Linked DNA regions of Arachis hypogaea: region 1 is linked to region 2. Evidence: chromatin contacts called from public Hi-C data. All regions are on one chromosome and are shown on one strand. The core of a region is the stretch at or near the end of the contact, and the rest is flanking DNA. Distances in the headings are between cores, read along the strand shown. Region 1 holds the start of LOC112741459 (peroxidase 53). Region 2 has its middle 24 kb from the start of LOC140178469.

Region 1 (2,728 bases), core at 31-2,530, 130 kb after region 2:
CGTACTCCACGACTTTTCTCAAAGTATGATAATCGGGTGCAGTACCATTTAAAAGAAATTCTATTTTCAAAATTTTAGTGTAATTCATTTGTAATAAGCCACTGAAATTATTAACAGCAGCATTTATATTCAGTGGCACATTAATCACAAACTTATACTCATTATTTATGGAGTAGTTTTTGCGCTTCAACGCCTTCTTATAAAAAAAATCATAAATAAATCATGAATAACATTTTTAGCACAATCTACTTTATATATGGTGTAATTTATTAGTTTCGTTTATATAATTTAAAACGTGGCAATAGCACCACATTCCAACCGCACTACATACTGTCCGCATGCATGATGATTATAACAGTCACCATAGACTTACCCATAATTAAAACAGTTATAAACTCATTCGTATAATCAAATTTTAAAATTTATAAGAAAGGTTGAAGATAAACCTGAAAGTGCCACTAAATCATTCATATCAAGACCCTTTTTCTGAAATGCCGAAATGAGCTGAGGGAGGTTGGATTTTGGACCAGGAATGTCCGAATTTGCCAAGTCGAAGCTTGCTGTTTCACTATCTCTTCTGCCCAAGGGAACTTGCCAAGTTGGACCATTTGACTGTCAAATCAAGATAGTTAAAAAAAATGAATAATGCACACTAATCAATTGAGATGAACATGCAAATTAAAAAGAAAGTTTACCATCTCCGAAGACACTTCGGCAGCAAGTGCGACAATATCAGCGCAGGAAACAACCCCAGGACAAGCTTTCTCGATATTTTCCTTAATCAAATTGATCACATCCAACCTACGAATGGAGTCCAGATTCGGCGCTGCAAGTTGTTCGCTTCTAATAGAAGCGGTATCATTTAACAAAATTGATCCATCACACCCCTGCATACATACATATCCATGATTAGAATCTTTCTACAATAATTTACGATAATAACATAGAAATTAACACAATTTTGTATACTTACTTGGACGAAGCAATCGTGGAAATGAAGTCTTATCAAGCTGGCGAAAAGCCGCTCATCTTTTCCAGGCCCCTTCGAAACATTAAGAAGAACTTGTCGTACAGTTGACTGGAGAGAGGGACATGTATCTTTGTAAAAGAATGGATCTAATAATTGTGCTCTGGTGGTAGGAACCACAACACACAAAATCAAAGGGAATAAGAAAAGAAACAGAAACTTCATCTTGTATGATTGTATATGATAGAGAGTGTTTGAGCGGCTTTCTCTGCAGATACAACACCTCTATTTATACTAAAACTTTGACCATTCCTAAATATTTATTTTAACAGGTTTAATTATAAATATTAAATAATACCTTCTTATAAAGAGTGAAATAAACATTAAGTGTTAAGTTAGAGAAAATCAAAAGACACTTGTATAACTAAAACAGTAAAACTCTAGAAGTATCATTATACCATTTGTGGCTAAAAAAATAGAAATTAATATGCAACTTGGTTTAATGAATATTATTTTACAAAGTCTAATAATATACATGTGTAAGCTTGGAACGTTTAATTATAATATATTAAGAAGTAGAGTTTCATTTTAGATAAGATTAATTTAAATAAAATAATAATAAAAAAATATGCAAAAAAAATTGCAAAAATATTAATTTATAAAAAATATTTATTTTTTATATTTTTATATTTATTTTTAATTTATTCAATTATATGAAACACCCAAAAAAATAATAATAATCAAATATTATATATTGAGTAAGTAAATACAAACAATTATTCTCCAATTTTAGGTTTTACTATATATATTTGGTGGTCCAAGATTTGTGATTGTTTAGTATTAGCCTATTAGGTGCTTAGGTAGTATAGTTATATCTCATTGTTTTTTCTTATTTACATTGCATTTAAGCTAATTAAAATAAATAAAACCCAAAATCTGAAATCAATTACCAAATAAAACTAAAACCAAACTAATTAAACTACATCATAGCTTATTTTTATATAATCAGTTAATAAAAGTAATTTGTTCACGGAATTTTAAAATTAAAACATAAGCAGTTAAGTACCATATTTTTAAAATTTCAGGATAATAAATATCAAATTTCCATTGTTAAATTGGTTAGTGATTATGTTGGATAAATTTAAATAAAAAATAAAAATCATTCCACGATAATTTAGCATGATTTTGGATGTATAATTTTGTTGTAAGTTTCTTATGTTTTATTGATTTTATAAATTAAAATATACAATAAATATTGGTATTATACTATTATTATTTTTAAAGTTTAAATATTGGAGCTAAAAGTATAATATTGTAATTTATAAAAACTAAAAATTTTATATTTTTAATTTATTCAATTATATAAATACCAAAAAAAAAATATTATATATCTTGAGTAAATAAACACAGAATTATTCTCCAATCAAAAGGTCTACTCTATATTTGGCAGTCCAACTTCTAATTTTATCTTATCTTGTATGAGAAGTTTTCTTGTAAATAGCAAGTTTGTTGTTTATATAATTGTATGACATTTTTTTTTGAATATTTACGTGACTTGCTTTACATATAGAAGACTAGAGGAGCTATTTATAAGAAAATTGGAACAAGGCTGTTCCTATAGTACTACATGCTAAAGGAATTAATTTTGTCGTAATGTACATATATATACATATTCATAATTATAATTACTTAGAAATTTTCTTCGTATTGCTATTTTTTTCTTTTACAGCCTACTTAATTACTATTATTGTTGAATATAAT
Region 2 (2,700 bases), core at 161-2,660:
AAAAAGGTGTCGACGGGCTCAACTGCGATGGTAACGGGATAAGCAGCAATGACGACATGAATTGTGAAGGAAGATGGGAGTTGTGAAGTGGTAGACGGCGATAGGCTCAGCAACGACGATGATGGGAGCTATGTGGATTTTTTTGAAGAAGCCAAAAAGACTTTGGGTGAGGATGATTGAGTTTCTCTTGCATGGTTATAAGTATGGACTGAAGCTATGAATCACTGAATCTGTGATGTGAGACAAATCCTAATTGCTAAAAAGTGTTTATATGTATATCCGGGGCGGGTACACCTTAAACCCGACCATACTCTGTCTTAAGCAAAATCAGCTCCAACTTGGGTCAAGTTATTACCCTCCCCAACTGGGTATGGACGGGTCGGGTACCCGCGTATTCGGGTACTCCTACCAAGTCTAACCACGGATTGATGCTCCATTTATTAAGGGTTTACTGCTAGCCAATGGATTGCTACACACACAAGGTGAGATTCTAATTCTTAATAGTTGTTTAAGCAAACGAATGAGATGATCACTCAACAAACTCAAATTGATTAAGATAAATATTAATTATTTTTAATATTTTAATATTAAAAATTTTGATAGTTTGATTTTAATTATAACTTTGTAAAGTATTTATAATATTATATATATTTTATTTAATTTTTTAATAAAATTTTTTATATAATTTTATGTATTATCCCGTACAGAGTACGAAAATATACACTAGTTTAAAATTTAAAATATAGATGAGATATAAATTAATTAAGGTAGATCTAAATAGTAACAAAAATATATCGAATTTTATTTTTTAAATTGGTCAAAATTCTATTTTTAATACTTTTTATTATTTTAAAAAATTATATTTTTATACTTATAAAAAATAAATTTTTAGTAATCACAGACTCACAGTACTCATATTTTGTTTATAGTAAACTAATTATGAGTATATTTCATTAACACTGTAAACAAAATATGTGAAGTACATCAATTTTCACGTATTAAGTGTGCACTCGTATTACGCATTTAAAAATTTCCACATCTTTCATTTCATAAATAATATTTTGTTTATAGTATAAACGAAATATGTTCATAATTAATTTGTTTACACTGTAAACGAAATATATAATAAAATAAAAATTTGTAAATATGTTCCAAATTATTTATATTGGTAAAAAAAATATTTAAATTATTTATTTATAAAAAATCCTTCAATTAAGCTAATATTTTTTTAGGGGTCAAACAGATTGGACAACTCCTAATTTTAGGCATTACACTCACACACTACCATAAATACTATGGATTCTTAAACAACAACCAGCTTCAGCTGGAATTTGAACCCGGTGTACCTTAGAGCAAGGCAAACATAATTGCCACTCAACTAAGCCTTGCGGTGCTCAATTAGGCTAAAATGTGTGTTTCATATATATATATATATGTGTGTGTGTGTTTTTGGTGTTGTTCTTTTAGCCTGCAGATGCGTTGGGGCCATTAGATCTAGCTGGACAGGTTTACAAGTTTTTTTTTTTCGGTGAAAGGTTTACAAGTTTTATTTTTCTATACAGTTGTACCATTAAAGAAAAGCTTGTATCATGGCCCTTTAAATTTTTTTTATATTAGAAGATTATCATCCACAGGTTTTCGGCTTTGCCTAAATACGAGACAGAAAGGGATGAGGCCCAAAGCTAGCCCAATCTGGCTGAAATATTGATCCTTACGCTCCCTTCCATAGTTTCATGGCTATTGTCTCTACTCCTTTCCAGTTTCGATGACTGCTACTCTTCCTCTCCTTGTCATGCCGATGGCTGCTATACGGCTATACCTCGCATTTATCCACTTTCGGCAAAAAATAAATTTGGAAAGCTTTCAAATATATGGTATATCATTATTTCAGTAAATTTTTGTCGTTAATATTAATTATATATATTATATAAAGAAATTATTTTTAATATGAAAATGGAGATGGTATTTTAGTTGAATATTGATATTTGAAGTGTATTACATTATTGTGGAACTCATTCAACACGCCCCCTACGTGTTGCACCACGCCCCCCACGTGTTGGTCAATATAATGCCACGTGTCCAACACACCTCCACGTGTTGGCCAGAATGCTGACACGTGTCCAACACGCCCCACGTGTTGACTGTTCACTTACAAAATCCACTCATCTGTAATTACACCAAATAATCCCATTTCCCAAAAAAACACCGAAATTTCTTCCATATAAAAAAATTAGCCTATTATATATATTTTTTATAATTAAGATTAATAGTTAAAAATTACTGAAATATTAATGTACTGATATATTTAAAAAAATTTTAGTAATTTTAAGTTGTATTCTAAGTTTAGAGAAAAACTCAAATCAGCCCCTGACAATTACTTCGAAAGACAACGAGGTCCCTGAAAAAAAAAATCCCAACCCGGCCCCTGACAAAAAAAATAAACCCAACCTGGTCCTGACAATTACTTCGAAAGGACAACGAGGCCCCTGTGCAAAAAAAAGATCAATATTATTTTTTTTGGCACAGGAACTAATCAGCCCAAAAAAAAAATTATCAAGGACCGGATTGGGTATTTTTTTTTCTTGGGGGCCTCGTTGTCCTTTTATAATAATTGTCAGAGGCCGGATATGTATTCACTCTTTATTAGTTTATTTTATGGAAAATCTTGCAGCATAATACTGATATTACTGATTATCTATA

Evidence for each region. Hi-C and Micro-C count contacts between places; a contact is called where the count stands out from the background.
Region 1: a Hi-C map of leaf shows a contact between it and region 2, with 2.4 times the contacts expected there. The contact joins the promoter of LOC112741459 here to the enhancer-like site in region 2. A contact is called at or near these places in 3 of 8 Hi-C or Micro-C datasets (leaf and an unstated tissue).

What each region holds. Positions count from the first base shown.
Region 1 is chr14:10,589,743-10,592,470 of arahy.Tifrunner.gnm2.J5K5, forward strand. It overlaps LOC112741459 (peroxidase 53), which reads right to left and starts at 1,281. Exons shown (of 4, transcript XM_025790461.3): 1 at 974-1,281; 2 at 696-887; 3 at 447-612. The coding sequence starts at 1,192.
Region 2 is chr14:10,456,256-10,458,955 of arahy.Tifrunner.gnm2.J5K5, forward strand. No RefSeq gene overlaps it. Among protein-coding and RNA genes, the nearest start is that of LOC140178469, 24 kb to the right of the region's middle. Within about 2 kb of position 1,411, at least 3 of the 3 cell types and tissues checked have open chromatin away from gene starts, as enhancers often do.